2 separate regions of the Mus musculus genome follow, and region 1 is linked to region 2. The links are chromatin contacts, called in public Hi-C maps. All regions are on one chromosome and are shown on one strand. The core of a region is the stretch at or near the end of the contact, and the rest is flanking DNA. Distances in the headings are between cores, read along the strand shown. Region 1 overlaps D030068K23Rik (RIKEN cDNA D030068K23 gene). Region 2 has its middle 110 kb from the start of Gm39242.

Region 1 (6,224 bases), core at 1,048-3,547, 1.2 Mb after region 2:
TAGTGACTTTATCAGCCTTGGGGAGCTGGCTAGGTCTCCAGTACCAGGCGTGGGTTTCTTCATGTTGAGAGGATCTTAAGTCCAATTTGACAGCTGTTGGTTATCACCAAGTTGTGTGTGCCCCTATTGCAAATTGTGCCATGGCGGTCATTGTTTTAGTTTGGAGCCATAGAGCAGGGTAGGGCTATCAGTTGCTTGGAAGCCTGTGTGGAGCCTTCTGATACCACGAGAACTAGTTCTCAGGGACTTTAAAAAAGTAAAATATGCCGGGCGTGATGGCACACGCCTTTAATCCCAGCACTCGGGAGGCAGAGACAGGCAGATTTCTGAGTTCGAGGCCAGCCTGGTCTACAAAGTGAATTCCAGGACAGCCAAAGCTATACAGAGAAACCCTGTCTCAAAAAACCAAATAAATAAATAAATACATAAAAAAGTAAAATATACTATTATAATTGTATGTTCTAAAGGGAAATCTATTTTATGATTCAAAGAATAGAACACAAGCCTCATTCCAGGAAAATAAGTGTTGACATTACATTAATTGATGGTTTGGCATCCTCTAACACTTTGGAAGTAGGATTTTCATAATAGACATCTGAAAACAACAATTCTTATTCAGTAAGAATTTCCTTTTTGGAGATTGGTAGACCCAAAAGAAAGAGAAAAAGTAGAAGTCTTTAACCCATTCGAGAAACTTGAACTCAAGGATGCTGGGTAAGGATGGCTGGGGAGGAGTACCAAGCAGATTTGAATCTGTAAGAAATCAAGGATGAAGGTAGCAGAGAACAGGAATGAGGTGTGCCGTGCAGCACTCAAGTAGGTGACCGACCGTAAGAACCTGGGTGCTCATCTGGGAGGACGGACTGCCGAAGCCGGATTCCGGCGGGCATTTTAGGGCCGTGTTAAGGTGAGAAGAAGAAAGTAGTTCTTCGTGCCCTGCAACTATCTAATAATACGCTGCCATAGCTGTCTTCTAATTGTAGGAGGTGCTTTATTGGAAATCTCAAGTTTGAACTCCTCAGACTCTGTCCGTCTCCTATCCCTCTAGGGCCAGCTCAGCCCTTCATCCTGTCAGAGCGCATAAAACAGAACAGCTTACAATTTGCTATGAAGGGGTCTTCGGGATGAAGCATCTTAATGTCTGGAAAGATTAGACGGGATCTTCATGCTTAAAGACTCCCATGAAACATTTCAAATCACACGGATGTGTCTCGGTGCCCTTTGCCAAAATTAATAGATTTAGGCTGTGGAGTTAGAAGAAGGCTAAGTATCCATACCCACCTATCATCCAATAACATTTACTATTTTTAAATCTTCTTATAGCTCCTGTACTCTTAAACTGAGAATATATTAAGTCAGAAAGGCTACCTATTTTAGACTCCTGTAAGTTAACACATAGGGGCAATTTCGATGTATAGTGACATTCTAGAAATAAATATCACACACAATGACCTAGAGACTACACCATGTTGATCGCATGCGGCTGTTTTTACTTGCTTGCTTGTTTGTAATTTTGACTATTTATCAGTCTGAGGTTGACCCGCCTTTCTGGTTTCAAATAGCTATTCCAAGAGCCCTGATAAAGAATGGCACAGAGGGACCATGGCGTAATAAACCACCAAGTGAGCTACTTTGAATTCCTCTCATGTTCTGAGAACGAGAATGTCTTAAGCTTTGATAGAACAGGGCAATTTTATATTTTCCGTCTGACTACTTTAAAAGGTTCATTGTCTTTTAATTAAACTACGGTGGGGGGGGGGCTGCTGGGGGAGAGAGCAGAGATTAAAAGCTGTCGTGCTGTAAACGGGGTGGCTTTTAGCAACTAGTAGATGAGTGAAGCCACCACCTCAAGCAAGATGAACTACAGCAACAAGTTCTGTGCCTCGAAGCTTCTCCTTGTCTGACTGTAGCAGTAATTTGGAGTTAATTTGTGTGGCTTCCGCAGTAAAAAAAAAAAAAAAAGACTGTGTTCTATGTCGTCTGACTCTTCCTAGCATGGCTTCGCAGCTGTTAGGTCCCCTTTGTATGGTCCAGCACCGAACCACCACCACAGGTGAAAGCCAGGTGAGCAGGTTAGATGGGCATCTTGGACCAGGCTTAGTGTTCACCACGTGTTGTTTACTCTCCACAAAATGCCTGCGTGGATCAGCCTCTGCCTCCATTCTCCCACTTCCTGCCTTCACCAACAAACGGAGGGCCACTCTCCTCTGGGCAAGTCACACTGTTAGGTTGGGCGAATGTCTGGGTTTCTCTGGGAGTTTTATTGCCTGGCACATTGTCTTGTTTTCCTTTGTCTGCGTGAACACTTTTTTTCCCCTTCTTTGTGTCTGTTTTTCTCCCTTTGCCTCCTACTCCCCACTTGTCCCCAAATCCTTGAAGCCAATGAGGCTGTGGTGACACCTTCTGGGCAGTGCTGGGAGTGAATTACAGCCAGGAGTGAGCTTCCTGGTGGTGGTAGCTCACCCACATACAGTGAATAATAGGATGTATGGTTTGCTTCATCAAAGAAACTGATACAACATCCTACTTGTTCTTGGGATTTCTAGCACTGCTAAGTACCAAATGCCGTAAGTTTCTTGCAAACAAGCACAGATTTGCAGTTAGTGAAATAAAAAAAAATAAATAAATTGACAACCAAGGCCCTACCTGCTTACTTTCCTAGTGGTGGTTCTGAGTCAGGCTTGAAAATGAATGTCAACAAAATAAAGGAAAGCAATTACGTGGGACTAGAATATCAACACCAGACGCTGCTGCACGTGTTTTTGCAAGGATGTGTGTGTGCATGTATGTGGTGAGACACGGCAGTATCCCGTTACATGCCAGTGCCTTCTAGCAGTAAGGACGTGTCCCATGAACAGTCCTGGTGAAGGCAGTGACATCCATCTCAGCTGCCCACTGCCTGGCCGTGTAGGATACAGGTCGCCTGGTGCTGTTTCTGTGCACCCATGTCTCTCAGCAGGTTTCACAGACAGGCTATGGATCTACTCTGTACAGCCTCAACTGGAGTCTTTTTTTTTTTTTTTTCTGAACAGACTCCATCATTCCCACCTCTCCTTCCATGCTGATTTAATTGTTATATTTAACATTTTTAAATGGTTTCTTTTTTTTTTTTTTCATACTGTATGGAAATGATACAAGCTTACAGGTACCAATTTCTCTCTCTCTCTCTCTCTCTCTCTCTCTCTCTCTCTCTCTCTCTCTTCCTTTCCTCCCCCTCCCTTCCTCCTCTCTTTCTTTCCTTTTCCCCTTTTCTTATTTTTTTTTCTATCACTACTGACTTACACTTGGACCCTGAAGAGACTCAAAGGTACAGCTTCTAGGAAAAAAAAAAATCACATGGCAGCTCTAGCAAAGTTGATGTTACTATCTCATCAGGAGAATATTAAAAGAGCCTATGGAGTCTGTTGAATAATCTCTGCCCTCCTCATAACTCTCTGTCATCATCACTGACTGAATAGCAAATACAGAGGTAACAGACAACAAAGGTACACCGGGCAGCCATTGCAGCTGTGAAGCTGCCCGTCTTTGCAGTAACTGCACACCTTAGGACGCCGTCACTAGGACACTGAGCCCAGGACACTAAGCCTGGCTGTTGTGGGTGACTGGAGCAGTTGCATCTGCAACCTTTAAAGGACCACCACATGCCTCATCTTCACTTTCTACGCCGTTCTTCAGTGAAATATTGCTTATTGGGTGTATAATATAAGCATTTATGTGTGGTACAGAACCCGATATTTTTTACAAGTCCTAAATAATCAAATCAAAGCCTAGCCACATTACTTTCCAATTCTGATTTGCAAACAGTGGTAGTCCGCTTGAGGGCGGGGGGAGGACAATAATGAAAATGGGGGTGAGGCTTTCCTGAAATTAAAAGAAAGCTGGAAATACCGAGGGTGTGAATAAGTAACAAAGTGTCGTGTGGTAACTGTCGCGTGGTAACTGCGGGGATGATGGTTTTATTTGAAGTGGGGGGCGGGGGGAGGGAGAACCAGAAGGAGGCAAAAACACAATTTGGTCTAAAATTGAATTTCTCTGATAAGGCATTTCAGAAGCGGCTTGTCTTATTCACTCAGCAGCAAAATAATCATATGCGCTTTAATAATCTTTATTTTACAGGAGTGTGTTGCCAGGGTAACAGAGTGTAAGCAGGGGAACAGCACCTTCCAGATCACAAAGGCAAATCTGTGGAAAGAAATTTCTCTCCGTTCCTCTCTCCCTTACCACTGTAATAAAGACTCTGTTTTTTTTCTGCACTATTTAATAATTGCCCATAAACATCCTCTTCTCCTTTCCCATTTCCATATCTGCTAAAACATGGACAATGGCTTAAGTCTGGAACTGCCAAGCTCAGTGGGCTAAGCAAAAAGACAGATGTGGTATCTTTAGCATTTTTATATAATTATTTTTTATTACTATTTTACCCCGTCTCCATTCCTTCCCTCTGACTGTATTCTTATTTCCTTCTCTCTTTAACCAGCCCGATGGTAGTATACCAAGGAAAGGGGGCTCGAGGTGGGAGTCTATATTCGGCTACATTAATCAAAATTTATTAGCCAAGCTTGCCTGCATGGAGATTTGAAGGAAGCAAGGAGTGCAGCTGAAGAGGATAAATTGAATTATTGCAAATGGAGTGACAAGCATTCAGACCTAAAGCTACAGAAACAATCATTTCTTTATACTCATGAACATAGAGGGTGGGTAAGGGGGAGAAGGAGATAAGTAGATTGGGGTGGGGGGGGGGGAGACAGAGAGACAGAAAGAGAAAGAAACAAAGAGACAGAGAGAGAATCCGAGACAGAGTGCGTCATCAGGGTCATTCAGTTTTTCATGGGCCCTGCTTCTGGGAGATCAGCAGATTTGAAATGAACAAAGTGAGAGATCCCAATGCCTTGGCAGCAGAAGAGATGCTCAAAACTGGCAATGAGAATGTACCAACTGGTCATTTGATAAGGTTCAATTCATGACAGACTGTGTATTTTCAGTAATTACCCCTAATTGTTTTAGCCAGGGCTCTAGCCTTTGAGGGTAAATTTCGTGGGGTCAGGGCACGTCTCGAGATTAGATAGAAAAATACTCCAAAGAGTCTGTGTTCACATGACTGTTGAAGGTGTGACTGTAGTGAAGAATTTTCAGGTTAAGGACATGTAGGTTGCTTAACACCACTGGTAACAGGATTCAACCTGTTTGTGGTAGCAGAGGCCTTAAGACAAAGGACTTCGAGGTGAGAGATGAAGACACACTCTGGTGCGTGGGAAACCAAACCAAAACAAACCATAAAGGACCGAGAGAGTGGACCATAAGCAAAGGGCCGTTTTTTAGGGAGTTTTCGCCTTGCAAATTCTCCTTGTCATCCCTGTAAAGGGAAGAAACGGGTGCATTTCAAGGCCATCACTTGAATGACCCAGATAGGACCTACTCTCCGAATGCCTGAGCTATCCAAAGAGCATACACCTAGCTAGCTGGCCAGCCGCTTTGAAGGTGAAATGCCAGTGAGCAGGAGATTTCCTTCTTAGTGTTGGTTGGAACAAGTGTTGCACTGTGTACATCTTGAGTCAGAGATGGGCCGTGTGAATAAGAAATGAGATACAAAGTTGTCTTAGCTCCCATGGACTTCCTGGAGTGTTCTAGTGATAGTAACATCAAGTGAGCAGCCAGCCACGCTCTCCAGTACTACAACAGAGAGAAACAGTACCTCCACTTAATGAAAGGTCTGAAACCCAGATTCGGGAACACGCTACAAAAGCCAGCCCACTGCAAGAAGGACCTGGGACAGCAAAGTCCCTTGTAACTTTAGAACTCATTGGTTTTTGTACTATTCTAGACTAAGTATATCAGTATCTCCATACTTTGTTTAAAATAAACTAAAACATGATATTTGCCTTAAATTTTATGTACAGGCATGACAAGTCAGGGAAAGAATAGATTGTGTGTAAAATGATTTTTAAAACTATTTCAAAATTAGTTTTAAAATAGAAAAAAGATATATGCTTAAAGTAAAAAAAAATTCTGTATTCCCACTTAAAGTCATTCAACTTCCATAACACGTAGATTTTAATAGACAGAGAAACGATGGTTAGAGACGACCTGCACACATCGGAAAAAGAAATGGGATTTCTCACACTGGGCACATTTCTTTGGATCCCTTATTTGTTTTCTCTGTCCACTCTGCTCATGCCATCCATACGAGTTCATGTGAAGGTACTATAAAGCCACACAGAACTTGA
Region 2 (6,495 bases), core at 460-2,959:
TCCCTGCTCCAGCTTAACACTGTCTATGGCGTTTAAGTTTTTGACTGATGCAGCAAACCAGTTTTCAAACACCCCCTCCCACCACCACCCCCAAGCCAGTTTTCAGAATCACAATCCTGTTAAAGGTTCCTCGGACAGCTGATGTCTCCCTGCCCCCCGCCCCCCCCACCCCGGTTGAAATGAACTGGTTGAGAGATAGGACTCAACTCCCCCACCATTCAAATGTTTTGAAAATTTTTTATTCCTTTCACTTGAATAGAGCAGTACTTAATTTCCTGGAATCAGCTTCCGTTCCTCAGTGCTGTGTGTCGCTGTCCTCCAAGGCAGGTTCTTTGGAGGGACGGTAGCATCTCACCAGAGCTAATAAAGTCAATTAGGGTAATGCTATACAGTGGGCCACTAGAAAATCAGATGCGTCTGCCTTGGTCCTCTGTTTTCAGATCATACCAATCTTGCTCTTCATAAAGAATATATAGAGAAAGGGCTTTTATTATTAGTGCGTAGATATATATTAAATTGCAATCTCTCTCTCCCCCCTCTCCTTTCCCCCTCTCTCCTCAACCCCCCCCCACTTCTCTCATTTCTTTTTAGTTATTGAGAGAGAGAGAGAGAGAGAGAGAGAGAGAGAGAGAGAGAGAGAGAGAGAGAGAACTTGGGAAAAAAATCTGCGGACATGTTCACACGTTTTCATTACCAGAAATGTACCGCTGAAAACTGATCAAAGCTGGGAAAATCACGGCGGCGGCTGAAGCCCCCATCTCCAGCCTGTCTGTTATTATTACCCAGGTATTACCACAAATGTGATTCAGCAAATAAAGCCCCTGGCTGCCTGGCTCCCTCTGCAATCAGCAAGCCAAGTGGATCTGCCATGGGGTTTCCTGAAGGGACTCCTAATTGTCTTGCATGTGTTTGTCTCCCAATCTGAATATTCCTGGCATCCGGGAGACTAGTGGGAAATGTACAGATGTCTCCAAGTACACATGGAGTCCCTATATGTTTTTGCCTTTGTCAGTCACCGTATGCGAGAGAGATGTTTTAAAGCACAGAGCCCAGGTTCTCCTTTGTAAGGCATTAAGCTATGACCCTCCTCCTCTCTTCCCGCCCCCCAGTAGCCCTGGACTTCAAGATGCCTCCTTGACTGGAGCCTAACATGGAGTTGTCTTTTTTATTTTTTATTTTTTTAAACCCAGTCACAACACAGAGAGAGGAGGAGGAGGAGGAAGAGAGAGAGAGAGAGAGAGAGAGAGAGAGAGAGAGAGAGAGAGAGAGAGAGAGAGAGAGAGAGCCTGAAGGATGGGTCTCAAAAATTGTAAAGGAGCCACAGGGAACCCCCTTTGCGAGCTACAGAAAGCAGGCTAGCTGAGGTAAGGTAGATGTGAAAGTCTTTCTTTTCTTTTTTCTTTTCTTCCCTCTCTCTGTCTCTTGCTGGTGTGTCTCCCTCTCTGCCTTCTCCCTCCCTCTTCCTAAGCGCCCCCCCTCCCCTTTCCCTATGTATTCGTGTGTTCTTCTCTCAGTAGCTTGTCTCTCTTTGGATCTGGGAGGGTGGCTGGGGTGGGGGGAGCCACCTAACTTCTTCCCCGCTTAAGCAGTCTGAGAATGGAACTCATGTGAATATGTAAATAGGACTCCTGGCCGCGTTGCCGACACGTGTATGTGTTGTATCTTCCCCCCCACCTCCCTGTCTCAGCGTCTGATCTTCAACAGATTGCTGTTGTTTCCTCTGATCGCGAGCACAGCGTGCTGGAAAGAGAGATGGGGTGGGGGGGGGGGGAGGTGGAGATTGGAGGGAGTGTGTTGTGGGGCTGGGAGGGAGGAAATCATGACAAGATTGCTGTGACTTTTTTATATTAATGTGTGGCTTTTTTCCCTAGCTCATTTGCATGTCAAAGTGGCGGAGGTATGAGGGCACAGATTAGTATGGAGATGACATAATGATGTAATGAATTAAATGTGATCACTTCTCCCAAGCTGGGGGTGAGGTGGGGGTGGTGGTGGGGAGGACAGCGAGGTGGGGAGGGGGAAGCTAGTGTCAGACAGCCAGGGTGAGCCAGCAAGAGGGGAGAACTGCTTCTGATCTGCACCGTGGTTGATTGATGTCACCGGCTCGCGGAATGCATCTTTTTATTGTGATGATGATGATGGTGATGGTGCTGATTGAGATGATTACACTTATCGTTAGTGTGAAATTTGAATTTTAAGTGGTCAGTGCCAGATCTGCACCCCCAGCCCCCCCCCCCCCCCCGCCCAGTGCACATGATTATTTGGTCCATCAGTGCAAACCCTTCACTGTCAAAATCTAACACCACTCTAGCCTCCGCTTTTATTTAAAAAAAAAAAAAAAAAAAAGAGGACGGTGCAACCTCCAGGAAAGAGAAGATGACTAATTTGTGATATCACACAGAAGGCTGGATTACAAGGCCTTTTCATGGGGCTTCAGTTCTGGTTTTGAGTAAGCAGAAAAGAAAAAAAAAAGAAAGAAAGAAAGAAAGAAAGAAAGAAAGAAAGAAAGAAAGAAAGAAAGAGAGAGAAAAGAAAAAACAGGAGGGGAAAGGAGATTTAAAACATTTTTATTATGAGAAGAGAAAGACAGAGACAGAGGCAGGAGAGAGAGAGAGAGAGAGAGAGAGAGAGAGAGAGAGAGAGAGAGAATCTTTCACTATATCGGTAGGGTGGCCAAGGTTTTCACCATTGACAGTAAGGAAAATGCAATTTCATCTCAGGCGTACAGCGTTATCTCTCTTTAATAACAAAACCAAACTAGGCTGATTGCGAACAAAGCAAATCCCCAGCCAACCCAGTGTGAGAAGCAGCAGAAATCGGGACATTTACCGTCCTCCTTTAGCCTGTTTTATACGCAACACCTGAAAATGTGCATACAGCAGTTGCAAATGGGAGGAAGGGGGAGGCTCTCTCCTCTCCCCTTAAAAATGTGTGTATAATTAAAAAGGAAATGAAGAAGAATATACATATAAACTCCAAAGATTTTTTTTTTTTTTTTAGAGTTGGAGCTTTATTTTTGGTCAAATTCATCCTGTGAGCCAGCAAGTTTTCTTTGACTCCTTCTAGTATCCTGCTCCTTGGGATTTCCTAAGGTATAGAAAATCGGTATAGCAACTTGGAACTAATTGTCCTTGTTGCAATAGCCCGGATGGTATGAAGGGGCACTTAGGAATTCACAGACGTCACTAACATTAATTTATTGAAAAAGAAAATCCAAAGCAACTCCATTAGTTGTTTTTCCCCCCTCCCTTGTTATTGTTAAGGGCTTTAAATGGATTTCCTAATTGGATAATTTTATTCACAAAGAATAATACACAGATGGAAAACAAGCCCGGACGCTGGGATGGGGGCGGAGTTGGCAGGCAGAAAGAAGGAGAATCGTCAGCGCGAAGCAGCAGGGTCAAGTTCATGGAGACCCTTCTCAGAAGTTATGCTAAGAAGGGCAGAGGGTGCCGGGAACAACATGGATGTGAGAGCCACCTGACCCCCGGGCCCGCGGGAGGCAGATGGGTGTCTTAAACATGTTCAGACAACACAGCGGAGGATGCGTTTGCCTCCTTTCTGTCGTGTTTAAAGTAAAGCCCGCCATGACTGGGGCTTGTTGATGATAGCTGCTTGCCGTGCAGCCCAACCTCAGGTTTCTTAAGTTGCAGGCATCCCCGGGGTTTCCCTTCTCTCGGGTGCTGTGATCAGATCTGCGTTTCCTGTCTCCCAAGTCCATCGTTTTGTCGGCGGCGAGCTGGGCTTCTGACATCTCTCTTCTCTTACCTGGTTGTGTTTATTATAGACCAGATCCCAGTGAATGCCACACACAGACACTATTAGTAGCAAAGCGTATCAGGTCCCCTTCTTATACCCGCCACCTGCTAAATACATGCAGTGTGAGGGCAAAGTTCTGGAGTCCTGGTCCTTCTGCCTCCACACCGGTATCCTTATCCTTTCATTCCCCAGGTAGCCTGTGGCCTCCACAGCGTCCTGCTTTCTCCCTGCCTTAGTCCTCTATGCCAATAAAGAAGAAAGGCAGCCATGAGGATTGTTACTATTGATCTGCCCAAGGGGATCATTAGGCGTCCGTATCAATCTACAAATCAGTAGGCCTGTGTTACTAGCCTGGGCAGTCATTGCCAATTTGTTCCTATTAGATGGCCGAGCCTGGAGGTGTGTGATGAGCAGTCGGTCTTTATCTCTGCGCTGGGTTTACAGGCTTGCTGCCAGATGCCAGAGTTCACTCGAGTTTTATTTTGGGGAGTGGACGTGGTGGAGGGTGCATGTGAGATGAAGAGGGGTAGGTCTTTGTGGATTTTCTTTCTCAGTCTGAAAGCTGCCTGCAGACTGATTAGGCTACCAAGGTGGACCCCACCCTGTTTTCTGCGAGCCGTCACGAGTGGGGAGTGGCCCCCAATATCTTCCCAAGAAAGCTGCCCATAGAAACCTTTAGCAGAAATGGTTGTTGTTTTGTTACACCCCCCCCCCCCCCCCCGCCCCGTTCATGGTCCCCATTCCCCCTCCTCTTCTTCCTCCACTTCCTTTGCTATCCGCAGTGTATTTACTGTTGGGCAGGTGACATTTTTCCCTGATATTTTCTCTGTAGTTCAATTAGATAAGGTAAAAGTTAAAGCTACGGGTAATTTTGTTTGGGCGAATCATATTTACCTTGTCTCTTTGAACTAAAATCTAGAAGGCAAGGCGTTCGGGGCTGCATTCTTTATTACTGCTGTGTTTTTAAATCTTTAAAGATCATCTTTGTCTCTGGTCTTAGGCTCGGAAAAGAGCAACAGCTAGAGCAGAAGCCCCATTCTGTTTCATGCAAGTAGATCGTGAAAAATAAAAATTACGTTTCCACGGAGGAAGGGGAGGAAAAAGGGATAATGAATAAATAAGCACAATTTATGCCGTTACTGCTGCCAGCGTGACATTTCCTCTTCATTATTTTGTGAAAACCTCAATTTTAAACCTGGTTTTACTCACTCCTGATGTGAGCATTATTCAGTATAAATATCTGTCCATTGCCAGGCCTCGATGAAGCTCCAAGTGACATTTTCTGCTTTATAGCTTGCAACTGGGGGTTGGGGGAGCAGGAGGCAGGGTGGGGTGGAGGGAGGCAGGGAAGGTGGGCTGTGCAGAGATGGAGGGGAGGGACTAGGCTGCATCCACTTCCTGGGAGCTGTTTTTAATCCTGCAGTGGTGTTTGTTCCTTGTGAATAATAATCTCTTTTTCCACCTGGGGCTCAGGGGTGGTGGGTCACACATCCCAGCCTAAATTAAACACTTAGACAAAAAAAAAAAAAAAAAAAAAAAAAAAGTGCGTATCTGCTCCTGAATTGGTTTATTGCTCAAGAGGCAATAAAGTTCTGTATTTTCTTAAAAAAACAACAACAAAAAAAAAACAAAACAAAAAAAAAAACCACAAAAAACAAAAAACCCCAACGTTTCAAATTTTGATTGTTGTAAATGAGACAAAAGTGTTTATCAATAAAGGCCAATTTCTGAGAGCCCTGGGCCTGGTTTTTAGGTAGTCCGTGTTATTTCAGCTCACTCTTTCAAAACAGGGAGGGCTTGTCTGATACTTCAGAGGAAGAGCTAGTATTGGCATTTCTTCCCGTGTATAATTTTGTTACTGTTTTTCTCTTCTCCCCGTCCCTCCTCCCTCTGAGTCCTCCTGGCCCTGCTCCAATGCATCCCCACCATCACCCCCTCCTTAAGACACACACTCATCTGAGGAGACCCCCCTGCTCTCTGTTGTTAGCCTTGGGTAGCTCACAGACGTTCATCCAAGTAAGCCCATCTGTGTGGCTCTGATGACTTTGGTAGTGAAATCATCCTAATTTATCACAAACCAGACATCCAGCCCACTTTTATCTTCGCAGAGCGTGTATAGAAATCAGTTTGGAGTGGACTCAGATGAGTGTTGTGAGAAATTATCTTGCAAATATTTATAGGCAGTTCCTTTTGGAACGGGAGTCTCTTTTAGGATGGCTGCCATGCCGCGGAGAAAGAGTCAAGTTTGAGGAAGCTGCTGCCCAAGCCGCTGCTTGGTTTCTCAGGAGGGCTGGGAATTCAAATGGGGTTTGCCAGGAATACGCTGTCAAAGCCAGATGGATCTGCGAATAAACTGGTTATTTAATAATTCCGAGGTCCTCCTCCCCTCCCCCCACTCTGTCTGAATCAATGAGAACTTTACAGTGTACAAACCCAACAGTCCAGGTGCCCAGTCTGAGGCTCCTCTGCTGAAGGATACAAAGTAGACCTTTTTTTGGCTGTGTCTTTGTAGTGGCAAAGACAAGCCCATGATTTTTCTCACCACACAAGGTCTGATTACTTAGGGATGCTGATAGTATGTTGCAACTTCATAGAAACTTTTTTTCAGGGAGGGGCTGGCTCCCTACCTTGGTCGTTTAGAGTTGGTCATGGCTCTAGCTAGCGGGGACGTTGCTTTCCTCTCTTTCATCTCGACAGAAAACATTTGATCTCTTAAGGTCCCATGTCTTTACCCAT

The links. A called contact is a pair of places that touch in the nucleus more often than the background predicts.
Region 1: a Hi-C map of the N1E-115 cell line shows a contact between it and region 2, with 7 times the contacts expected there. The contact joins two enhancer-like sites. A contact is called at or near these places in 15 of 484 Hi-C or Micro-C datasets (3T3-L1-derived adipocytes, the N1E-115 cell line, adipose-derived mesenchymal stem cells and 9 more).

What each region holds. Positions count from the first base shown.
Region 1 is chr8:109,183,689-109,189,912 of GRCm38.p6, forward strand. All of the region lies in intron 5 of D030068K23Rik (RIKEN cDNA D030068K23 gene), which reads left to right. The region is part of intron 1 of 4922502B01Rik (RIKEN cDNA 4922502B01 gene); the gene reads right to left. Among named protein-coding and RNA genes, the nearest start is that of 4922502B01Rik, 63 kb to the right of the region's middle. Within about 2 kb of position 2,298, at least 48 of the 459 cell types and tissues checked have an H3K27ac peak or open chromatin away from gene starts, as enhancers often do. A contact at or near this core is called in the N1E-115 cell line, where this site is marked.
Region 2 is chr8:107,941,337-107,947,831 of GRCm38.p6, forward strand. No RefSeq gene overlaps it. Among named protein-coding and RNA genes, the nearest start is that of Gm39242, 110 kb to the left of the region's middle. Within about 2 kb of position 1,710, at least 25 of the 459 cell types and tissues checked have an H3K27ac peak or open chromatin away from gene starts, as enhancers often do. A contact at or near this core is called in the N1E-115 cell line, where this site is marked.